Linked DNA regions of Mus musculus: regions 1, 3 and 4 are each linked to region 2. Evidence: chromatin contacts called from public HiCAR-type and promoter capture Hi-C data. All regions are on one chromosome and are shown on one strand. Each heading gives the region's core, a stretch centred on a gene start, on an enhancer-like site or on the middle of the called end of the contact. The rest is flanking DNA. Distances are from core to core; before and after follow the strand shown. Region 1 has its middle 83 kb from the start of Gm12002. Region 2 holds the start of Fignl1 (fidgetin-like 1). Region 3 has its middle 27 kb from the start of Gm11998. Region 4 overlaps Spata48 (spermatogenesis associated 48).

Region 1 (6,085 bases), core at 1,589-4,088, 420 kb after region 2:
TAATCTTTTTCATGTGTGGAAAGTAAAAATAAGGAGTTAAATAAATAAAAAAATAAATGTATAAATGTTTTTTTTTTTTTTACAAGGAGAGAGAATAGTGGTTAGTAGAGGCTTGGGGAGGGATGTGATGAATAGAGATAAAGAGAAGTAGGTAATCAGTAGCAAAATAGAGTTCGCCATAATGATCAAGTTACAGCATTGTACAGCACATCAGGGTGACTGCTGCTTACAATTTATTGTACATTTTATAAAGAATCAGAAGACAGGATTTGAAGGTGTCTAACATAAAGCAATGCTGATTCACCTACCTTGATCATTTTACACTATATTTATGCAATGAATGTGTGCTACAAATATCTATGATTAAAAGAAGAAAAGGAGCCTGGGTATAGTGTGGCACATTCCTTTAGCACCAATATTTGGGAAACAGAGGCAGATGCATGTCTGTGAGTTTGAAGGCAGCATGGTCTACATTATGACCTGCAGGTCAGTAGGGCCATTGTGTCTAAGAAAACAAAACAGAGCCATGAGTTGGGGCAAGTGTTTGGAGCCCTGGCTGCTCAGGAGACTGAAGCAGATCACTTGAGACTGGGAGTGCAAGTGAGTGTAACAACCAGCCAGATCCCGTCTCAAAAATAGTAATAATTTTAAGTGACAAAAGGTTTTGAAGGAATTGTACACAGCAACCGTTCTTGCCGATTATTCACATGATAAAATCACTCCTTGCTTAATAAAGAAAAGCTGGACCAAACGGAGAAAAGAAAATGAACCTTTCGGGCATGCTGCCATGCTGTCCACCACAGGGGACAGTCTGGGACGGCTATGTCTGGAAGAGAGATGGCCTTCTTCCCTGTGTCTGGCAGAGAGCCCATCAAGGAAGCACTGCCACATCCCGTAGGGGCTCACACCCGCAGCCAGGCTTGCTGCCTGTTGGTCCCTGAGGATTCTGTAAGTGACAGGGGACCAGACACAGACTCACAGCCAGCACACTTGGCCCTCACTCAGTAAGGTTGCTGCTTGTGCCCTCAGAGGTAAACCTTGCCCTTTATCTCATCTGTAAGTGAGCAGGCAGACTGGCCAGGACTGCTTTGCATTTCCCACAATGCTCTGTCTTGTGGCTGAGTTTCTGCTTGGGAATAAAGCTGAGCGAGCAAGCACACGTGAAGAGAGCTGGATGCTCCGACTCTCTCCCTGCTCAGCCTCACCCCAGGCCTTGTAGTCCTAGGATGTTGCTAGCAGCTTCCCAGCCTAAGGTTACAGCCATAAGCACCAGGCAAGCAGAGTCAGTATCTCCATAGCCAGAAGCCCCTTGTAGGGAGGCCCAGGCCTGGTGGGGCCTAGAAAGCCTCCTCTCAAGTCATGCTTCACCCCTTTCCTTGGGCACTCTTCAGGTCTCAATTTCAGATGCTCAGGAATGTTCGTTTGTACTAGGGTCTGTATCGTACCTGTCTTTCCTAGTTCTCAGGCAAGGTATGCAAGAAGTGATGTCCTTATTGCTCAGATGCATCAAAAAAATGCAGAGACCAGATCATCCCAGGGCCTAGCAGTCCTGATGGATGATGCTTGGATACGAGGAGGTTTTAGTGAGGGACCAAGGTCCCCAGGAGATTTCTTTTTTTTTTTTTCTTTCCATTTTTTATTAGGTATTTAGCTCATTTACATTTCCAATGCTATACCAAAAGTCCCCCATACCCACCCACCCCCACTCCCCTACCCGCCCACTCCCCCTTTTTGGCCCTGGCGTTCCCCTGTTCTGGGGCATATAAAGTTTGTGTGTCCAATGGGCCTCTCTTTCCAGTGATGGCCGACTAGGCCATCTTTTGATACATATGCAGCTAGAGTCAAGAGCTCCGGGGTACTGGTTAGTTCATAATGTTGATCCACCTATAGGGTTGCAGATCCCTTTAGCTCCTTGGGTACTTTCTCTAGCTCCTCCATTGGGAGCCCTGTGATCCATCCATTAGCTGACTGTGGGCATCCACTTCTGTGTTTGCTAGGCCCCGGCATAGTCTCACAAGAGACAGCTACATCTGGGTCCTTTCGATAAAATCTTGCTAGTGTATGCAATGGTGTCAGCGTTTGGATGCTGATTATGGGGTGGATCCCTGCCCCAGGAGATTTCTGGTTCAGGGATCCTGAATCTGCCTACCCTTCTCAGACCAGCTATAATTCAGGCTGAAATATGCACTGCTCAGGCACAGCCTTGGTTCTAACCAATGAGAAACAGTTTTTTCCTCCTGGGACTAGAGTACTTCCTGGGGTATAATGGACAAGAGGAGAGTCAGATTTGGGCCTTAGAGTAAGCTCAAGTGTCATTTTATGTCCCTGAGCCTCCACTGGTAGAAGGAGGGAACTGATGAGACCAAGACTTGGCTATTTGATAGATTCAGGAAGCCCCTGTGGACTCCACATGGCTGAATCATGGCAATGCTTAAGCGGCCCCTAGTTACTTGTCCTACTAAGTTACTTACTCCTGATTGTATAACGAAGGAGAAAAGAGCAAAGCAAATGAAGGCAGAGGAGAATGGTGGGCTCTGGCAGCTGACCCCTTAGCTCCTGTGTGGTCAAAGATGTCATAGGGCCTTGGTAGCTCCTCAGATCCACCTGACAGAAGGCGGCTTAAAAAGCCCACTGTTGCTATCACTCAGAAAATGTTGCTGCTTTGTCCAATATCCATGATGTCACTCAGGAAGATCTGGAATGGTAAATGTCGTGGTGCCATCGGAGGAGGACTTCAGCTCTCTGAAATAGAATCATGACTTAAGGGCATACTGCAATCTGCTTTCCAGGCTGAGCCTTTCTTACTCATGTGTGACTCACCCCTGACTCCCAGTGGCTTCAGCATTCACACAGCCTTAGTCTGAGTGGCTCCTAGCCATCTTGTTCTAAGCCCCACCTCAGCCAACTCCTTATCCCCGGTGCCAGTGGCTCTCTGCCCAACCTGGGGCTTGGCCAGCTGTACCCTTGAGTTGGAAACCTTCCAAAGAGCCCATTCTTCGTCCCTTCCCTGGCCACTGCCATCCCTGCAGCCTGGAGTCTCTCCAAGGACTCTGAGCTGCCTTGCAGGAACACTGCAGTCTCCCTCTCTTGGGCATTTGCCCACGAGCCATTGGCCAAGCAAGTCTTCAGGAGTTTTGTACTTAGAATTTGCTGCCAGTCTCGTTGGGGCAGACTCTGCCCATGGCATCAGTCCTGTGTTCTCAGGCTTGACGCTCCCACATGAATGAGGCCCAGAGAGTTCCGGGTCACAAACACCAATAGACTCCATTGAGAAATGAGCATGGTAACAAGAAGCACCACATTCCACAGAGGACTAAGTGGCTATAAGTGGCTTTTCTTGGGAGGTGGCTGGGTTTTGGAGGATCAATAGATGTTCTAATAAAGCACAGTAGAATGAACCCACATGGTATTTTCAGAGAAATGAAAGCTGCTCAAGCTTTCGAGTGCACAGAAGCAGAGGAGCAGCAGCCAATCTGAAAGGCTACAGCTCAGTGGAGGGGGCACTAGCCAGACCTACGCCAAGGCCAGCTCAACTCCAGTCAGAGTCAGGGTATGAAGGTGGTGACAGGGCCCACACTGTTGCTTTCAAAGACCTGGTGAGGCTGGGTTCGGAGACAAGGTGGAGAGCAATGAGTGGTCCTATCCTTGATTGACAGCCCACTTCCTCCTGTCTCATGAATCTCAAGCCTCCGCAACCGGAGGAAGGGTCTCAGATGCAAGCCCCAAAATCACAGTGCATTGCTTTCTTCAGAGGAGTATGCCAGGCAGTGTGAGGCAAGCTGCTGCCACCTGCACTCACTCGGCGCACACCCCAGTTGGGCTCATGGCCAAACCACTCATGAGCAGGTGCCAGCATAGTTAATCGCTTCTTGATCTTTCCGCTTTGAACACATTTGTATTTCTAGTGGAACACAGGAGTGGGTGGCAGCACTTAGCCCTAGGAATGTCTTTGCAATGGAACAGAGCCCTGGTGCAGAACCTCAAATCTGAAAATCTGAGTCTCCCGCAGACAGAACCCTGAGCAGCCCAGGCTCCCCTAGCCCTCTGGCTATCCCCTGCTCCTTTCACCTGGAAAAAAGCCTCTCTCTTGATGCTCACTTGAGGGGCTTCTACCCTGACCACCCACGAAGAAGAACCTCCAATCTTTGGCCCACATCTTTTCTCCCCCAGGATACTTGTTACACTCTTGATTGGCATTTCCATGTGGCTACTTGCCAGCAGGCTTACTGGAAGGGAGAGACACTAATTTGTAATTGTCTCCAGCACCCATCGGGGATTCCGACTTTGAGAAGCTCTTCTAGTGTTAGATGGGAAGAAGGAGAGATGGAAGAGGAAAGGAAGACACCAAGGAAGGAAAGAAGGGAAGGAGGGATGATGGTTGGAAGAAGGAATGAGGGACAGGGGAAGATAGAAAGGAGAAAGGGAAGAGGAAAGGAGAGAAAAATAGAAAGGAGGATACGAGTGTACCAAGTGCTTCTGCACTCCTGGGCTCAGGGGTAGATTCTGAGGACAGAGCCTTGAGAGGAGACAGAGCACAGCAGTGATTTGGGATGCTTGCTTTCTCCACAACTCTTCATCCCTCCCTGCCCCAAGAGCATCTGTCATGCTAGCCTTCAGCTTCCTTGGGTCTTCAGAATCTCCTGTCCTTAGTCCTCTGGACCTTTCCTTCTACCTGGTGGCTGAACTAATCCCCTCTTCCGTGACAGCGGAATTCTGCTATAACAAAAAAAAAAAAAAAAAAAAAAAAGAATTACCAGGAAAAGTGTGCCACTCTGATGGAGTATTAGAGGAAATGCTGGGACCAGTTGGTACCTGAATCCCATGTGACCATATTTGTGGCCTGCAGGGCTATCCATGAAAGATTACTCTCAGTTAGCCCTGAGGGTCTCAGTTTGCACAGATGATGGCTTCTGGTCCTAGAAAATGTTCCAGGCCCTTCAGGAACAAGGTAGGATGCTTTGAGCAGAGGAGAGATGTCCCCTGAACTTTTTTGGATGCCTTGAGCACTTAATCCCCTACTGAAGAAGGTGACACCATGGTAGAGTCTAAAACCATGCTCAGACCAATTTGTGCTACTGTGCATTAGAGTGACTGCTCCTCTGCTCAGAATGGAGAGATGTGGCTGTTCCCAGGCATAGCTTGGGACAGCAACCAAGTACCTTCATCCCTTTCTGATCCACGTACATGGGATAAAACAGGACAATGGAGCCATTGATCCTACAAATTTATGAGGTGATTTGTTTGATCTGCTATTTGTTTGGCTCCTTTATTTCTTTTTGCTTCTGTGATGGAAAGATATTGACACACTCTTGTTTAAATCTTTTACATTCCAAACCATGAGACATGTGTCCCTGAAGTTAACATGATGAATGACATACAGCATAGTGGCCACCTGTTGGAGGTGGTCTCATCAGCAAGTACTGTGGAGCTCCCATTGAGCTCAGTGGCCAGAACACTAACTGCATATAGGTCTGAAGGTATGAGGAAGGCACAGGGAGTGGAAGCTGGTGTAGTTTGGAGGCAGTAAAGAGAGCCACAAGAAGAAGCATTGGGCCAAATACCTACAGCCATGGAATGAGAAAATCACAGAAGAATTTAGTGATTAGCAAATGTTTCCTTGTCTTTCAGACTTGGAAACCACTGAAGCGAACCAGTCAGGAGGTGTAGGCACAAGGCCCAGACACACACAACAGAGTGGGGTCATGGTCAAGAGTGGCAAGCTGGCAGGACATACAAGCCAGCAGTTTTCCAGATCAGGAGCTGAGTTGAGGGGCTTCCCAGAGGAATAGTAAAGGGCACTGTCTGTGCAGCAATGATGCTTATAGCAGGACGTCTGGGGGTCTAGCACTTAGAAGGCAACATTCAAAGTTGAGTTGGTTATGCAAGTTGTACAGGGCCTACCTTCTGAATTCTGAGAGTCACAAGCAATTTTCTTCTTGGGAACTGATCAGAAGGTTTATAAGGTTAGATCCATCAGGGCAGAGTTGCCAGTGTTCTCTCTGGCTACCAACCCTGCAGGGGTGCCTGTAAGGACTTCTTACAGGCTCCTTTCTGGCCGTTATGTGCTACACATAGGCAGGGAGCA
Region 2 (5,986 bases), core at 2,356-4,855:
TCCAGGACAGCCAGAGCTATACAGAGAAACCCTGCCTCGAAAACCATAAAAAAAAAAAAAAAAAGAAAGAAAAATGAAATCCTGACATTTGCAGTAAATCAATGCAACTGAAAATCTTACGCTATGCAAAATAAGACATTCAGAATGCAAAATCTAGATTTAGAGATTTTATGTGCATACACATTTATATGTGTTTGTAGGTCAGAACTAGAAGGGGATCATGAGAAGAGGTTGTGATTTTTAGGAAGTTGAGAAATAGAGCAATGACTCACGTAATAAGAAGGTACAAAGCGTTAGAAATTGTGTGTGTGTGTGTGTTGTGTGTGTGTGTGCATTTACGTATGTATTTTGTAGACCATGGAAACAAAAGGTGGTCATGAGAGGAGGTAGACATCCTTAGGGAGGAGGGAAATAGGGCAATGGGACAGGTAACAGGAAGGCAAGAGGGGCTAGTGAGGGAAGGAACAAGGGAAAGGGTAGGTGGGTAGGAGGCAGCACTGAGGGGAACAGGTCAAAACTAAGTATGAAGATGCCATAATGAAACTTTAAATCTTAAGGCTGTTTTCTAAGAAAAATCAGATAATATTATGCAAGCCACTTACAATTTTTGGATGTTCATATTTTTCTGAAGGAACCATTGTGAGAATCAAATCAGGTGATTATGAAAATGATTTGAAGACTTGTACCCCTGCTATACAAATGTGGAAATTGAGCTGAGAGAGTTAAAGAACTGACTCACTAGAGAGAACTCTGCTGATTATGACCAACGGCAGAAATCAAGGCCGAGTTCCAAGTGAAGCAAGGTCTATGTACTTTACCAGGCACTGAACACTTCTCGATGTTATCAGCACAGGATGAGCTGCATGGAACAGAAAGATGGTGACATGTTTCATATCTTTAATGATTTATCGTGAATAAACACTTGAAACATGATGGCACAAATCTTCCAAATTTTCCCCCATTTCTCAGTGTTAAAAATTAAAACCTATAAAAAATAAACTCTAAGAATAAGCCAAATAGTCTACTAGATAGGGGTTTTATTTCAGATTTTTCCTGAGATAGTCTCATAAGCCCCTTCACATTGTTGTAAAGAATCTTAGGGAAATATACAATGGGGCCAAGGAGAGAGCTTAGCACAGGCCTGCCAAGTTAAGTTCTCAGGCCTACGTGGTTCCTGAAAGCAGTCCCCTGCCATCCACATGCACAGCTTGACACAAATGTGCCCAACCTACCACTAAATAATGAAAAAACTACTTTTGTAATGTACAACTTTTTGCCTAGATACTAAGATGAAAAAATTTTAAGAAAACCATTTGGTTCCCTAAGAACTATGATAAAGCAAAAGAATATCTACATTTTAAATTTAATTTCTATTTATCTGGAAGTACAGCTAAATAATCAATACTTTCTATGTGAGCTATATTTAATACAGCTTTGATGGTGGTGATGGTGGTAGGTTTTTGAGAAAGGGTTACTCTGTGTACCCTGGCTGCCCTGGAACTCACTCTGTAGACCAGGCTGGCCTCAACCTCACCTGTTTCTGAGATTCACCTGTTTCTGCCTCTGAAGCACCGGGAGTAAAAGGGTAACCACTCCTGGTTAATATAGCTATTATCTCTGACAATGCTGTGGAAAAAATTTACCACATTATAAGTAGGTAAGCATACATCTCTGCTTATAATAATGGGAAACTTAACATCTAGTCAAACTGTTACTTAAATTGAAACTGGATCAACAGTTCTGAGGCAAGTAAGTAGCCCTGCTTTCATCTGCTTTAACCTTATTTTACTCTCCATTATACAACACCAGAAATAAGAACCTGAAGGAAGCCAGGCATGGTGGCGCACGCCTTGAATCCCAGCACTCGGGAGGCAGAGGCAGAGGCAGGTGGATTTCTGAGTTCGAGGCCAGCCTGGTCTACAGAGTGAGTTCCAGGACAGCCAGGGTTACACAGAGAAACCCTGTCTCAAAAAAAAAAAGAACCTGAAGGAGAAGTAACTTGGAAAATATCCTCCACAAAGGTTCGCAATGATTATAATTATCTTTATAGCTTCATTTCAGTCTATCACCTAAAATCACCTATTCTAGTCATTCTCCAAAAACTGTCCTCTTCCACCACCATCTTTGTATTTAGAAGTTATCGACCAAGTTTTCCTTCCTTTCCAGTCAGTCATATCCCACAACTACATACAACCCAAAACAGTCTGTTGCTCAATGACACAAGTACTGACCGTATTATCTAACACTTCTAAGTCATTTTAACCTTTGTGCTTGATAGAAATCTATAAAGTATGGGCAACCGAGTTACATTTCAATTTTCTTTACTTTGTTAATTTTCTGATTAAGAATGTTTTGGTCATTCAAACTAGACAGGAAGCTTCTGCAAACAAGAACTACTTCTCATTGTATTTAGATTTTCTTTAGTACGTAGTTCATGGTATCCACTAAAATGATTAAAAACTGGAGGGCCTACTATATTCCAGACATCATTTTTGAACTTTACAGAACTCTAGTTTACTAGTGGCAAAGTAGCATAGGAATTTAGAACACAGGATCTGAAGCTGTAAGACCTAGCTTTAGACACTGGACATAAAAGTTTTAATTAATTGTAATAAATTGGGGAAGTCTGAGAGCAACTTGCAGGAACTGAATTTTCTCTTTTTACCAGGACAGTTCTTAGGGATTCAGGTCCTCAGGTTCGGCAGCTTTGACCCACTAAGCCATTTCCCAGGCCCTGAATTCTGAATACATAATCTGTTCTTTCAGCAGTGACTCTGAGAATATCTCTTAAGCTATGTCGTCACCTGGGGAGAAACAGCGTGCACCATTATTTAGCTGACAGGTTGTTGCATTATAGGGTCCCCAGAACTTAGAAATATGATAGATTATGAATTATTATTTCTTCCCTTTGGAAGGTTCCCCCCTCAGGCCGTAGCGACTGCGTATGGCCTGGAACCAGTTATCACAACTGAAAAGTATCTTTAGTCCAACTGCTCGGGGTCAGGAGTGTGTCTGATTTCTAGGTATTGACACATACATCAGGTAGGGGACTCCATTCTAAATACAACTCACGTATACTTAAAATATACATTAGCTACATAACCAGACGGTTAACTGTAGATACTATTTTCTGAGCAGGAATGAATTTAAAAAAAAAAAAAAAGTTTCATGATGAGGATGTTATTTTAGGCGTCAAGTTCAGATGCTGGAGCATTTCTGATTTTCGGAGAAAATTCACCTGTGTTAGTATTGCCGAAAGCACGAAACTCAAAATGAGTACATTTAGGTGGCAAACCAGCTACAGCATTCCCAGCAGTCCTAGCGGGGGGTAGCTGTGGCTGACTGACCCCAAACCGTCACGCCCAACGGCGTCCCTCAGCCCCAGCCGCCGTCTGGCCGCGGGCTTCCCAAGGCCACCCTCTCCGACAACCCGAGGCCAAGAACGGACAGAAGAAAACAAAACCAAAGTACACCCGGCATGGCAACCACAGCCTCCGCCCGCCGGCTTAGCGGCGAACAGCAGCCTACCGGGGCCCACCTGTGCTCCCTGCCGGGACCGCAGCCACCGAAAAGCGCGCCTTTCGAAGTGCGCCTGCGCGAAGTGACGGCTCGGCCCGCGTTGCGCATGCGTGTAGAGTAAGGGCGGCTGAGCGCGCGCTGCACGCAGCGTGAGGGCGGAGTCTCGGAAGGCCTGAGGTCACCGCCCAGGCCTTAACGCGGGAATTTGGGTTTCCGGCCCGCGCTCTATGAGGGAGATTTAGCCCGCGCGGTGGCGATAAATCTAAGCAAACCCTTGGCTTCCCGTTCACTGCAGCCTTAATATGTTCTTTTTGCCGAGCTAGGTGCTGCAAAGGCACCTAGGCAGAGGCAGTGAGAGAGGAAAGAAAGCTCAGGAGTGTAGAGAGCACGAGTCCCCTGGGAGGGCGAAAGCGGCCCGGGAGGGGGAAGGGGAGGTGTAGCCTCCGGGCCGCCACTCCAGAGCCTGCCCGCCCCGGCGCCCTCCGGCCTTAACCAGTTCAGCAGCAGCTATCAAATAGTGAGACTCGAATACAGGAAGGTTTAGCAAAGGCTACAGCCAGCATTAGACGGAATACCGAGATTACCGAAGTAGTAGCTGGCAGGGGTCCAGTAAGAACTGAAGAGCTTTTTTTTTTTTTTTTTTTTAAAAAAACTAATCGTAGGTAGCTAAAACATGGACAGTCCTGGAGTCACCGAGGGAACTTTCCCCTCATAGCTTTGGGCCCCACCTCACCCCACCCCCACCTCTCTATTACCAACCAAGACGGCTTGCAATTTGGGGAGAGGTCACCAAGGGTTAGGTTCTTAATTGTTTGTATAGGCATAACAAGCCATTGGGTCAGGCTCCAAGCAGTCGGGAGCTGATTGTCAGAGAGGGGAGAGGAGGGGGGCTGTGCTGGGTTGTTGGGTGGTTTTTTTTTTTTTTTTTTTGGTTTCTTTGTCTACAACCCTCATCGCTAAGCCTGCCTGTTTTCACTGGGAAAACTGTACTTTTCTTTTATTCATCCTATCTCCTTCAAATACTGACCAACACTCCTAACCCTGCTTGCTCTACGGCTCTGGGCATTTTTAATCAGGCTGAAGACCTTCCTTACCCATGCAGCCATTCCCAGGCCTGCATTGTTGAGCCTGCCTGCCTTTCTGACCTTTAACTCCAAAAGCATGGTCTCTTTTCCCCTTATCCGTCTGCCTCCTCCAGAGGCTGCCAACATGTCTAGCTTGTCTTATTTTTCCCCTAAATTCAAAATTGCCTTTCGGTTTCCTACTGAGTCTGGGTTTTGTTTTGTTTTAATTATTTTTTTATAAGACCAGGAATCCTGCAAAAAGCAACATTATTCTCTGGCGTCCGTCTTTTTTAAATTGGCTTTGTTAGGCTCACAACCCAGTGTCTACTGTGGAAGAGTTTAAGGCTTAAGCTATGCAAGTAGTAAACTTGCTGACCGAGAACACAAACTGCTTTTGATAGACTCTATTTTCATGGTCAGAAGTTATTGGACCTGCAAGAAAGAAATTGCCACCTAAGCAGACAGAACTGGTCCTTGGTGGGAGAGCTTCTTCTTGTTTATGTATTTATGAGTTTATAACCATAATCTCAGACAATGCTTGTTACAGTTCAGCTGGCTAATTTGTTTTGATCAGAGAAAATAAAATGATCCCAAATAATATGCATCCTCTGCCAGAAAAATTGTGTTTGTAAGCTAGCAAGATGTCTCAGGTAAAGGTATTTATTTCCTGTGCAACCTTGGTGGCCTTAGTGTGGCTTCCAGAACCCACGAAAAAGTGGAAGGATTCAAAACAACTCCACACAGTTGTCCTTTGACTTCTAGGCACATGTCCTTTCCCCACAAACACACAATAATAAGTGTTTATAAAACTGTGTTTGGCCGGGCATGGTGGCACACGCCTTTAATCCCAGCACTCGGGAGGCAGAGGCAGGCAGATTTCTGAGTTCGAGGCCAGAGGTCTACAAAGTGAGTTCCAGGACAGCCAGGGAAACCCTGTCTCAGGGAAGAAAAAAAAAAACTATGTTTGTAAGCAATGTGAGAAGTGGGCTGTTGTAGAGATAGGAAAGAAGATGGGACAAAATTAAATCTGTCTCTTTTTCTGAGATTCCCCGAGTACAGTTGGATCCTGAAATCCACTTCAAACATGCCTTGGTGAAAGAGGACCCGTGAAGATTGGAGATGTAGCCAGCCATTCCTCGGATATACAGTCTAACATGAATGGAACATACAGTCCTAATGAAAAGTTTTCATTAGACGGTGCTCTCCCCTACGACCAGAGGCAGAATTTTAACAAGTCTGACAAAGTTCTCGTTAGCCTTTATATTCCCGAACGGGGCAACCTTCACTCTACAAAACAGAACAAGAGCCGGTACTGGGCAGGAACAGAAGGGTGAGCTTCGTAACGCAGGGAGCCGAGCCTGTCGGAAAGGAGCTGACAGGTTGATTCAGCTCACTTCAGCTCA
Region 3 (6,247 bases), core at 99-2,598, 280 kb before region 2:
GTAAAGATGAAACTCAGAAGATACCTGGGTGATGCACTCTAGATCTTGAATGCTATTATGCATTTTTCATGACTAATTAATGCCCTGCTTTCCCTGTGATTCTATGGGGCTTGTGTTTACTCTTTCACAGTTAATTAAACTAATGCACCATCCCTGATAGCTATGCAATTATATTACCTAAGTGCTTTATACATGGCTGGATCAACAATCACAACAAACAGTTCAGTTATCCACACTACCATCAGCCGATGTCCAGGACAAAATCGAAAGAGATCGCTTTACTGATTCACCCCTGAGGAACCTAGATCAGAGGACTGCATTCTGGAGGCCGTGGGACTCTGGAGGCTCTGGAGGCACTGGTCACACTGCAGCAAGCTTTGTCAGGGCCGGGGATTCCACTCACCTCCATTCCCAGAATGCCAATGGTGTGTCTTGTGCTCCACCACTCTTTGAAACTTTCCAGGAAAGAAATCCTGTCACCTTAGCAGAGTTCCTCATCCATCCAGACACTTCCGTTAGAAATTCATTTTTGTGTATAATAAATTGCTTCTACTTGGCGGAAAATCATTTCTCGCTGTTATCTCTGCTATCGTGACTTCTGCTGCACTTTAATGGACTTCACCTGATTATACGCTAGTCATTAAAAGCTTAGTCCAGGGTACAATGGTATCTTATGTAGAAGGATCCATGAGAGCTTTATAGAGGCTTACCAGCCACAGCCTTAATTTTACTCATTCGTCTTAATTTTTTGTAATCATTTTTTGTAAAGAGGGTATAATGTCAGCCTTGCTTCCCGGCCTCTGACAGATCCAATCTAGCAGATAATTACCATAAGGAAATTGATGCTTTAGTGTGCAGGAGAGAATTTAATTTACTCAGACATCCTCCAGTACAATGCATTCCAGAAGATATGAGGATTTAAGTTTTTAAGAAATTAAATTTTACTATTTAACATGATTACTTATGTTGAACATCATTAACTAGCTTTTTTAACTGTTTGAAATAATTACAAGCACACTTGCTATGTCTAAAATCCAGGCTCTGCATTAAATATGGGTTAAGGATCCATGAAATGAAAAGAAAGACCTGCATTCTTTTTTCACCCTCTCCCATCTTCCAAAAACTGCTTTTAAAACATTCAGAGCAAAGCTAAAATCGTCCTTCTGAAGATACAGACTCCTTTCGGCACACAGCTTTAAAGCGTACTTTAACATAAGTGTTATATTCTCTGGTTTGGCCGGTTTTAATTTTTAAATCTCACTGGGTCCGGTGTGGGGCGAGGTTCTCAGTATGAAGGAGTAGAAGAAACGGGAAGCGTTACGGTAGGAGGTGGTTATGCTGGTGCACTTTCACAAAGGCAAAAAGGATGGGTGAGCAGGAAGAGATACCACTTCCGGGGCTTGTTCATTTTTTATAGTCTGGAGGGAAAGAAAACACACACACACACACACACACACACACACACACCTCTCAATGTACACAGGGCCACATAAGATTGAAGAACAAAGACAAGATATAAAATAAGCTCAAGGAAGCCAGGAAGGCCCTTCGTCAGTGCAGCTGTGTGACCAGAAGCTCCCGGGACCTTTGCGTTTCTTTGAGTCCTCTGCCTTTGTGAACTGATTCCCAAAAGTTCCTCAATCCTTTCCTAAATGTGAAGTGAAACACTCAACAGGAAATTTCTGGACAAAGTCTGCCCAGAAGTTCCCTTTATCCAGTGCCTCTCCACGGTCACATTTCCTCTCGGGAGAAGCCAGAGCCTTCTGCATCTGCTGCAAACCCTGTGACCGTTTGAGGAAGAGTGGGGATTGCCCCAGGGTCCTCGTTTAGAATTCCCCCAACCCCGGGTGCGGAACCTGGGGGCTGTGGTGGTCCTGCTCAGTGTTGCCTTCTGAATACATGTAGTGGGCTCTCTTCATTGCCAGGTCCTGTCCCTGATGTCTGCCAGATGGAAGTTGGTACATGCAAGCATGGTGCATACATACTGCCCTGTCCAAGCATCTGAAAACTCAAATATAATTTGACTCAGGAATATACTTGAATATGTGACTTTAAAACAAAAGGAAGTGAATCTGCATGTTAACATGTAGTGGGTGCTCCTGGTTTGAAGAATTCCCATGATACAGGCTCAGGACAAATTCTGCAAACCCATAAACCTACTGATCCATCTTTCAAAGCATCTTGTGAGGTAGATACTCCTCTCCAGACTTTACAATGCAGAAAATGAGACTTAGATGAATGGTTCTTGTTTGTTTTTTTAAAGGCATTTTTATTCATTCTTTGTGAACTTCATACATTTGTACAATGCATTTAATCATTCACTCTGAGTCCTCCCCTAACTCCTCTCAGATGTGCTCCCACTATCTGGTCCCCTCTCAAATACTAATCTGTGCTGAAATGAGAACCTTACCCTCCTTCAAGCCAATCTAACGGAATTCCTCTTGAGCTGCTGCTTCATTTAGTTACAATCAAGATCTATCATCTATTCAATCATTTCAAATTAGTCAGTCACTTATTCACAAACATTTGCCAATAACCACCCCATGCAACTGTGCACTGAAGATGCTAGAGGCATTAGGGATGCCAGATAAAAATTAGTGCCTGTCGTAGCTGCTCACTGCTCCCTATGTAGAGACACATCTCTAGGGACCCAGGAACACAACCATCTTCCAGTCTGAATTGCAAACACAATAGGAAAGGGCCCCTCATACCCTGGTTATTCTTTTCCCAGTTCACCACACTGACTGCATCCCCCAACCCTGACCACAAAAGCACAAGCCAGAGCTTCCTCTTTCCCATAGGCAAACTCTTGCCAGTGTGGGGTCTTCACATCTGCTCCCAAAGAAAGATATATCTTTCAAACACTTCAAGTTAACCATTCCACTGACGCATTAGTCCTGCACTGAATCTTCTCTCATCTGGTTCCCTAACAAGAAAAGGAAAGTTGTTTATGCTAAATAGACCCAGCCTTCAGAGTCAGAGTCAGCCTGTGAATTCTGACCTGCATCCACAGCTAGTTCTCCTTCCTAGGGTTTAGGGAGGAACATAGCAACTCAGACACAATTCCAACCTGGTTGAGATCTACTTAGATGACACAGATTAGACATCTCACATGGCAGCCATTCGACACCAAAGAATCACATTTGTCCTCAGAAAAAATAACACAAAATAGTGTATACATTATCCCTGAGACTTACCAGGGAGAGTGGAGAAAACAGTAGGCAAGAAGAGCATCTATCTATTAATGCCTCGCTTTCCTCCTCCCCTCCCTACACAGATCCTCCTGAAGCCTAATATAGCCTGTTTGAATATTTATTTGCAATCCATGTGTTCTGAGATTTAGTGAATGGAAAATTCCTTCAGTTTACAATTGCTAATAAAATGTTTTTAGGACTTTAGTACATAAGAGATTGATTACCAGGGCCATTCCTACACCTTATAGGACACTTCTTTGATTAGGTTAATTTATAAATAACTACTCCCCAGAGTCTAGGTCCTTGATGTAGCCCTTCCCATCTGTCCTGTCTGTCACTCCAGGTCCAGTGCCAGACACAGAGTAGAGTGTGGCTATTTGGAAACAAAAATAAAAGAATGAGTAAATTTGAGAGTTGAAGTCTCAACTTCATTGTTTTTTGAATGTACATCTACTCTACTGGGCTCACAGCTTTGTGGCCTATCATTCATTCCCTCAGCCTAGCAGTCTTCAAACCCTGATGGTAGCTGTGTACAAATCACTCAGGGCAAGCAGGCCACAGAAAGATGGCACTCCCTCTGTATCCCCCAGAGGACACTTCAGAGACAACTACTGATCTGTGTGAACTCCTTTAAGTCAGTTGGGGTTAATTCTTGAAATTGATTTTTTCCCAAACACCAAAATAAAGTGTTTTACTTTAAAAATACAAAACTCAATGTGGTCTTTCCTAGAAGGAAAAACTAGACTGCACCCTTGGAGGAACTGTGCTTGGATCCACCACACCCTCCACATGAAGTCAGACCTGGTGCATATCCCTCCATTATCTGGCTTTCTGCAGATCTGAACTCACATTCTATCAGAAGTTGGTTTTATAACCCCAGTAGAGCAATAGAGACACCAAGACACCCACAAAACTTTCAACCCAAAATTTATCTTGTCTACAAGAAATGAAGGCATGGGGGAGGAAGCAAAGACTGAGGGAATGACCAACCAATATCCCACCCAACTTGACCTATCCCATAGGCAAGCACTAATTCCTAACACCATTAATGATACTTTATAATACGTGCAGACAGGAGCAAGTTGTCTTCTGAGAGGCCCCATTCAGCAGCTGATTCAGACAGATACAGACACACACAGCCAAACAGTGGATGGAACTTGGGACTCTCATGAAAGAATAGGAGGAAAGATTGTGGGTCCTGAAGGGGTTAGAAGCACCAGAGGAAAACCAACAGTCAACTAACCTGGACCCTTGGTGCTCTCAGAATCTGAATCACTAACCAAAGAACATACATGGGCTGGACCTAGGCCACCCCTTACATATGTAGCAGATGTGCAGCTTGGTCTTCATGTGGGTCCCAAAAAACCAGAGTAGAGGCTATCCCAAAAGCTGTTGCCTATGCATGGGGTATATTCTTCTTGCAGGGCTGCCTTATCTGGCCTCATTGGGAGAGGAAGCACCTAGCCTCACAGAGACTTGAAGTTCCAGAGTGCCGGGGGGATACCCAGGAGGTCCCTATCTGCTCACAGAAGAGGAGGGAAGATGGGGGAAGGATTGTGGGAGGTGGACAGTGGATTGGGAGGTGGACAGTGAGTGGGATGTAAAGTGAATAAGTAAGAAAATAAAATTAAATTAAATTTAAAAAAATAAGTTAGTATTGTAAGCACTGGCCATGTGTAAAGTTGAAAAGCAGCAAGCAAAGAGGTGTCATACAGCCAAGTTCCAACTAGCAAGACTAGAAAACTAATCCTCATCTTCCCTATACTTAGGGTCTTTTGGCTGCTGGGGTCTATGCCCTATTAAGGCAGGGACACTGCCTCTTCAGATCTGTATGCTGTGTTGCTGAGCATCTTCAAAAAAGAAAAAAGTCTATGTTTTTTTTTGCTTGTCTGTCAATTATCGGTGCCTGTACAGAGTACCTTAACTATCCATGTTTCCTATCATACACACAAGCCCACTTATTCACTAAGTTGTGACCATTGAATTCACTGTATAAATTGACCTCTCCTTTTCTATTTTTCCTTCTTCCATGTCCACATTGTGCTTTGCCTGGAGGATTATAGTAACTATATCTGACACCCAAGTCTCTTTCTACTGTTTAATCCACCCCATCTCAGGCCTCCATTTATCTCTGGGGATCTATACCACCAATAGGACAAGATCTCCAGGTTTGCAGGGTCATCAGGGCCCTCTCTGACATGGCCCAGCCTCAACTTTGCCACTTCCCTTCTCTAGTGTGTTATTAACCACACCCTCTCTGGGAACTTCACTTGAGTAACACCACAGGTAGTTCCCACATCATGAAAGAACCTTGACCTTCTTCAGTCTTGGATATATATTATATCCTGCGTTAGAGCTTCATGTGTTCTTGTTCACGCGGTAGATTCTTACTCAAGCTGTCAGTTTCCAGTCAAAACCTGGCTCTCAGTGGTTCTTGGGCTTTGCCAGTCAGATGTACAACTTTTTGACTTACCTATCATCTACCATGGAGCCTAGCAGAAACTAGTATTCTACAGACTGATGCCTATTTTGACCCTGTCACCAGATGACCAAGCCATCATGAGGGAATAAATTTGCCTCTCCAGCCCTCAGGAAATAGTAGTGGTAACTTCTTAACATTCGCTGTGGAGATGGATCAGTGTTATATCTCAACTACCTAACACATTATCTAGCATACAGTGTTCAGTAAAAAGAACTACAATGATTATGTTGCATAGCAGTATTGGCTATTTTCCAGTTTCTTCACTGAACTATGACAATTCCATACTGAAAGAATTTGCATCTTTCTATATGCATCTACTCATGCCTCAAAGCCACGATACCAAATCTCTCTGGATAAACTTCAAAATGCCTAACAAGACCAGTAGCCAACATCAAAGTAAATGGTGAGAAGTTAGAAGTAATCCCACTAAAATCAGGGACTAGACAAGGCTGCCCACTTTCTCCCTACCTATTCAACATTGTACTTGAAGTCCTAGCCAGAGCAATTCGACAACAAAAGGAGATCAAGGGGATACAAATTGGAAAGGAAGAAGTCAAAATATCACTTTTTG
Region 4 (6,220 bases), core at 2,756-5,255, 310 kb before region 2:
ACCAACACCAACCTACCCACCCCCTATGTCCTGGCTTCTACCTTGTGTCTTGAACAGCAGAAGCCCAGCCTCTGAACTCTGAGACCCTGCGCTCCCTCCTTATCAACTCGCTGACCTCAGCGTAGAGGACTCGCATTCAGAGGACAAAAAGCCCTCCCTCCCTTTCTTGTATCTCATTCCAGTTGTCATCTGACATCATATTTTCCTTCTTGTGCTTTTGATCAACAAATCTAACATTCCTTATTTGCTTTGTTCGACTAATCTAAGTCCTTTGCTTTTCCCTTCAACAGTGGTCATGTGCAGAGCACAGACGCTGACAATGTGGACAATCCCTACGGAGATATCAAGTCTGTGGCCAGTCCTAGGCACTCTAAACTTCAGTATACAAACTCAAGCCGGTAAGTGCCATTCTCACCTATCACTAAGGATGAAATTTCCTGATGGAGTTACAAATGAAAGGAAAAGAAGTCACCTAGCTTGTTATTAACCAAAACTTACAAAGAAAGATGTGAATTTCCTGAAAGAAATAGTCACCTATATGAAATGACAGTTTGGGGGCTCACCTGGGGTTCCTTGAGTAAGTCACTTTATCCCTGTGACATCAGTGTCTCCATCTGAGTCACTGTCACAAAGTGCTTGTGTCACAAAATGCCACCAGGGACAGAGAGCATTCATAAAGGGCCTTGGCTGACCAACAGGTCATCAGTCCTTGGATTTTATAACCATCAGTTCTGAGAATCTCACTTTATATGGTGTCCTTATATATTAACCTAAGTCCTATATATGTTAAATGGGCATAAAATGGCAGAAATGACAGGTACGTCTGCCTTAACCACAAACGAAAATTCACTGAACAACTCTTTAAATAAAATTTAAGACAACTCAAAATCAAACATTCTGAAGCTGAAGAGAAGGCTCAGTCCTTAAGGGAGCTTTCTACTCTTGTAGAGGACCCAGGTTTAGTTCCCAAGAAGGTCAGGCACTCACAACCACTTGCTACTCCAGCTCCAGAGGACTGGAGTTCCTCTTCTGGGCTCCAGCACCCACATGCATGTGGTGAACAGACACAGGCACTTGTATAAATAAAAATAAATCTTGTTTAAAAAACTCAAACCACCTAGCCGTACATCCTAAAGTTATACTAAGTTATATTTCCATGCTAAGAATGATGCTACAAAACTACTAAAAGTCTTTCATAATTGAATCATAATATTTCCATGAAATCTGAAACCCCTGTCTATATAGTAAGTCATGCAGTTTAAGCAGACACAGTCTGCAGTCTGAGCCTGCATGCTTCAGTAATTGGCGTTGCATGGCCAGATGGTATGAGCAGGGCAAAGGACTCATGGTGTGTGCTTAGAACCAAGGCAGCCGTCAAACAAAATGATAACACACAGGTCACACTGCCTGAACTACCTCAGGTTATTACAAGTTGATCATGAATCAGTTTGGGGTGATTCTGCATTCAGAAAAGTATTACCAAATTTTTATGATGCCCACATTCAGTTATATGGCATGATGCACAGTCTGAGAAACTGTGCCATAGAATGTATAGACTCAGACAGACCTTCTTTGTCCTAAGATTGCATAAACCCATCCTAAGTCATTCTCACTTGGCAACACACAATGCTATGGGACTGGAACTGTTCCTGTCTGGGATCCTGCACCTGACTCATGGTTCCATGCTGCACCCTAGCAACGTAACAGAGAACTGGATCTCATAGAGTTAGCCAGGGAAAAGACCTGCATTCAAACTCAAGGCACGCTTTCTACTGAATACATACCACTTTTGCACCATTATGGTGAGTCAGAAAACAAGCTAGACTACTGCACATCCCTCTATAGTAGATGTTATAAAATGTTTTCCTTGTTATGTTAGTTTCTTCCTATTGTAACCTTAGTAACTTCTTATTGTAACCTTAGTTACTTTCCTTTGTTACCTTAGTTACTTTTCTATTGTTACCTTAGAGACTTTCCTTTGTTGCCTTATTTCCTATTGTTACCTTAGAAACTTCCCTTTGTTGCCTTAGTTACTTTCCTATTGTTACCTTAGTTACTTTCCTATTGTTACCTTAGTTACTTTCCTATTGTTACCTTAGTCACTTTCCTATTGATAAATTAGTTACTTTCCTATTGCTGCAATAGAAATACCATGGCCAAGGCATCTTGCAGTAGGAAGGGTTTATTTATGAGTGGATCTTATCTGGGAGGAAGCAGCTGGAACAGCAACCTGAGAGCTCACCAACCAACCAAACAAACAAACAAACAAACAAGGAAAGGCAAGAGCAATGGAACTGGTGCAAGGCTTTGAAACCTCAGAGCCTGGCTTACATGATGTACTTCCTTCAGAAAAGTCATACCTCCTAAACTGCCCAAAGAGTGCCACAGACTGGGGACCAAATATTAAAACTCCCTAGACTATGATGGGGACATCATGTTCAGCCTCCACAACTGTTTATGGCTGTTGTACCCCGGAGCTCTTGTCTCTAGCTGCATATGTATCAGAAGATGGCCTAGCCGGCCATCAGTGGAAAGAGAGGCCCATTGGACATGCAAACTTTATATGCCTCAGTACAGGGGAACACCAGGGCCAAAAAGTGGGAGTGGGTGGGTAGGGGAGTGGGGGGGAGGAGGGTATGGGGGACTTTTGGGATAGCATTGGAAATGTAAATGAGGAAAATACCTAATAAAAGTATTAGAAAATGTATATAGCGTATACATACAGGCTCAGAGCTTTGCTTTAGGGTCAGAGGATTTGGGTCCAAAGACCTGCAGATATTGAAACTTGAAGATGCTCAAATCCATATATAAAATGCTTTAATATTTGGCAAAACATACTGTGTGCATCCTCCCTAGATTTCTTGTGATAGCTAGTACACTGTACATGCATCTAAGTAGCTGTCATACTACATTGTTTAGACACAAGGACAAGAAATGGTCATTTTGAGGGGCACATTTTTAAAGTTATGTTGTTTATTCAGTTATCTGAAACAGTGGTTGTATTATCTTTCTTCCATGCTACAGAGTTGTCAAATGTTAGAGAAATTCTCACATTGGTTTCTGTGATTGACAGCTCTTACCAAGGACTTCATATAGTCATGGCATAAATTGTTGCAACTAGCTGAATGTTAATTAATTTTATCTTTTAAAAGATGTTATGCCCACAAACAGAAGTAGAGAAATTTCTTATTGGATCACCTTCTGCTATATTCTGTTGTTAAATATTTGGTTTTTTAAAATCTCCTGTATTTTGTTTATTTCTATTATTAATTTAACCTAATTCCTTTTTCCTCTCTGTCAGGCTATAAAATATCCTTCAAAATTAACTTTAGCTTTAGTACATTTATATAAATTGTTTTATCGAGGAATTTAATTAAGCATGTCTGTCTAGGGCTGGAAGAGCTAAGAGCTGTCCTAATATAGATATAAAATAGAAAAGAATTTGCCTCCAACAAGCTAAAACTCTTGGTGGACAGACGATTTCACACACACACACACACACACACACACACACACACACACACACAACTGACTTTGCTTTTTGACCCATGACTGTGGAGATGTCATTTTTACATGTAGCACTCCAAAGGCTGATGACACCTACCACCATTTGTCAAGTCTGAGGGAGCCAGTGTAAAATTCTCCCATAAATTCTGCAAGGAAGTCATTACTATTTAAACAATAATTCTTTTAAAAAATTGAAAGGAGAAAGCCAACCTTAAAGTGTTCACCAAGCATAAGATTTTGGTAATGTTTCTTTTTATTCAAGTATATACTTAAACTTTGAAATGTTTTGTGAGACAACCTTGCTTTTGAAATCAAACTTTCCTTGGAGTCATTCTTAAAAGAGGCTGAAACGAAAATAAGAGGCATTTAATTTTTTTTTAAATGTAAAAACAGGGCATTTCTTTGAAGAACTTGGGAGAGTGCCTTTTACCTTATCTTGCTGAAGCTTGTGTTTTCATAGACAACTGACATTTAGCTGTGTTTCTCCGATATGAGCGCTAGAGGGCGTCCCAGGTTGCAAAGTTTCTTCTCGTGATTGATTTTCTGGTTTTTAACAGAATCATAACCTTTTAACACAACAAATGTTGCCCATTTTTATCATGAAGTGTTTATGGATGCTGTGACACACAGTGTCGTTCTTAATACACTCAACTGCGAAGTAAATGCCTGTGTGTGTGTCCACACCGACCTCGCGAAATAGATTTCTAGTGAACTCTTCTGAACTCCTTGTGCCCCGGGAACCTCGCCATCTCCTTCCATGCTCCAAATGAGAAGCCCCGCATCTGGCTTTGTGCTGATCTCCTGCTTGCCCACTTGGTAGTTGTACTACCTACAGATAGGTCTCAAATTAAATGTTATGTATTTTGTACAATATCACACTGGGCTAACAAAATTATAGAATTTATAAAATATGTCTTCATCTCAATAAAGTCTCAAATACGGAAATTCAAATTTTTATTTTGTACCAAGTAGGGGAAAACAAATAAACAAACAAACAAATGTCCTATTCAAATGCAAGCATGACTTTCTTTGAAGTTTCCCAGCTTAAAGGAACTTCTTACCTAAATGTACCCTGTGATATTCTTTAGGGTCTGGAAGATTGATGCTTAATCATGACCTTACATTTACCAAAATGCTGTCCTTCAGCAACACAAAACATTACCCAGTAGATTTACAGTGTCCTGATCAACACCCCACGCCCCTACCCCACCCTCACCCCCACCCCTAGCAGGGCATTATCTTTCAAACTTCCTTCAGGTGATTCCTTCCTTCCTTCCTTCCTTCCTTCCTTCCTTCCTTCCTTCCTTCCTTCCTTCTCCTTTCTCTTCCTCCTCCCTCTTCTTTTCCTAGTTATCAGGTCATCTGGACTACATTGGTGAAGAACACTTCAACAGTTTAAAATGTAATTCATTATTTCTGTTGTAGAATTGAATTTGATCATAATAAGAATTGAGTGCAGAAAACAATAGCAAACACAAACTCTCCCATGAGAACATAACTGCTATTAGACTCACCTTTCCCGCTTGTCATATGCCCTTCTCACTCTTGCTGATATATGCCCCAGGGAGCACCCACTGCTGTGATATGCCCCAGGGAGCACCCACTGCTGTGATATGCCCCAGGGAGCACCCACTGCTGTGATATGCCCCAGGGAGCACCCACTGCTGTGATATGCCCCAGGGAGCACCCACTGCTGTGATATGCCCCAGGGAGCACCCACTGCTGTGATATGCCCCAGGGAGCACCCACTGCTGTGATATGCCACAAGGAGCACCCATTGCTGTGATATGCCCCAGGGAGCAAGCACTACCTCTGCATTGCAGCATGATTGTGAAATAGACTTTCCTAAACACCATTTCTGTTCTTTCAAATGTAGTGTACTTGAGGGATTTAAATTCATATATAAATTATTTCCTTTCTCTTTTTGCTATTATACATAATCCCCTCAAATATTTTTACATATGTCTTTCATGATTTAAAACTATTTCCTTAATGGAGATTCCTTTCTAATAGATTACAAGGTGAAAATTTAGCAGCATTCTCAAACCAGTTGTTTAGTCATTTTCCAGAGCTGATACAACTATCCCATGTTTGTGCTCACCTCTAGTATTAGCATAGCTCACCTTCTAACATCTACATATCCTGATGGAACAGTAATCCAAGTATTTTTAAAGTATAGGAAGTAAACTGTCTCTTTGGTTTTTAACACCAGTGTTGGAGATTTGATGATCCTTTATCTATGTGTCTATGAAGTCTGTGATATATGTCATGGTGTGTCTATATTCACACACAGAGTTTGCATGAATGTAAGATTTATAAATAAACACTGATCGTTTTCTCCACAATTCATTGAATGGTTGCATAATATTCCTCTAAGACACTACACCAAGTTTATATAAGTAACTTCTCACTAAAGCATTTTCCTGTTATAACCAATGAAGGAAAAATAACTTCTGCATTATATATTTTCTTTACAATTATGCCTACATACATATATAACACATCCATACAAACAGAATCATGACATGTTTTCTCATTATAAATGACAGTTTCTTAATTTTGGCACTTGTGGAAGATCCATTATCTAGATGTAACCTGAAACAAGCCATTTGGGGCTCCTCATGTCATTTTCTCTGACCTCAGCCTCCTTGTCTGCAGAACGGGAACAGAACTGGTTTCTGCACTTCTGGCTTGCTCACACTATTTTGAAAAA

What was found. Promoter capture Hi-C pulls out the DNA fragments that hold promoters and counts their contacts. HiCAR-type assays count read pairs that join an accessible place to other places.
Region 1: a HiCAR-type map of astrocytes shows a contact between it and region 2, with 2.8 times the contacts expected there. The contact joins the enhancer-like site here to the promoter of Fignl1 in region 2. A contact is called at or near these places in 5 of 39 promoter capture datasets (the SN4741 cell line, embryonic stem cells, hippocampal neurons and 2 more), 1 of 15 datasets of contacts at CTCF or cohesin (the NIH/3T3 cell line), 9 of 484 Hi-C or Micro-C datasets (the C2C12 cell line, Sertoli cells, cerebellum and 5 more) and 5 of 115 datasets of contacts at active chromatin or transcription factors (astrocytes, cardiomyocytes, embryonic stem cells and 2 more).
Region 3: a promoter capture Hi-C map of pre-B cells shows a contact between it and region 2. The contact joins the enhancer-like site here to the promoter of Fignl1 in region 2. A contact is called at or near these places in 5 of 39 promoter capture datasets (the C10 cell line, embryonic stem cells, hematopoietic stem and progenitor cells and 2 more), 2 of 15 datasets of contacts at CTCF or cohesin (CD8 T cells and the NIH/3T3 cell line), 2 of 484 Hi-C or Micro-C datasets (bone marrow-derived macrophages and nephron progenitors), 9 of 115 datasets of contacts at active chromatin or transcription factors (the 230-238 cell line, CD8 T cells, acute myeloid leukemia and 6 more) and 4 of 9 other capture datasets (adipose tissue, liver, macrophages and 1 more).
Region 4: a promoter capture Hi-C map of the HPC-7 cell line shows a contact between it and region 2. The contact joins the enhancer-like site here to the promoter of Fignl1 in region 2. A contact is called at or near these places in 16 of 39 promoter capture datasets (the C10 cell line, the HPC-7 cell line, cranial neural crest and 11 more), 2 of 15 datasets of contacts at CTCF or cohesin (CD8 T cells and embryonic stem cells), 2 of 484 Hi-C or Micro-C datasets (bone marrow-derived macrophages and nephron progenitors), 12 of 115 datasets of contacts at active chromatin or transcription factors (the 230-238 cell line, acute myeloid leukemia, bone marrow-derived macrophages and 5 more) and 2 of 9 other capture datasets (adipose tissue and liver).

Annotation. Positions count from the first base shown.
Region 1 is chr11:12,228,728-12,234,812 of GRCm38.p6, forward strand. No RefSeq gene overlaps it. Among named protein-coding and RNA genes, the nearest start is that of Gm12002, 83 kb to the right of the region's middle. Within about 2 kb of position 2,839, at least 97 of the 459 cell types and tissues checked have an H3K27ac peak or open chromatin away from gene starts, as enhancers often do. A contact at or near this core is called in the C2C12 cell line, the SN4741 cell line, Sertoli cells and 7 more, where this site is marked.
Region 2 is chr11:11,805,357-11,811,342 of GRCm38.p6, forward strand. It overlaps Fignl1 (fidgetin-like 1), which reads right to left and starts at 3,606. Exons shown (of 3, transcript NM_021891.3): 1 at 3,539-3,606; 2 at 740-859.
Region 3 is chr11:11,527,568-11,533,814 of GRCm38.p6, forward strand. No RefSeq gene overlaps it. Among named protein-coding and RNA genes, the nearest start is that of Gm11998, 27 kb to the right of the region's middle. Within about 2 kb of position 1,349, at least 75 of the 459 cell types and tissues checked have an H3K27ac peak or open chromatin away from gene starts, as enhancers often do. A contact at or near this core is called in the 230-238 cell line, CD8 T cells, bone marrow-derived macrophages and 2 more, where this site is marked.
Region 4 is chr11:11,496,111-11,502,330 of GRCm38.p6, forward strand. It overlaps Spata48 (spermatogenesis associated 48), which reads left to right. Exons shown (of 9, transcript NM_001347068.1): 7 at 291-398. Among named protein-coding and RNA genes, the nearest start is that of Spata48, 35 kb to the left of the region's middle. Within about 2 kb of position 4,006, at least 13 of the 459 cell types and tissues checked have an H3K27ac peak or open chromatin away from gene starts, as enhancers often do. A contact at or near this core is called in CD8 T cells and the HPC-7 cell line, where this site is marked.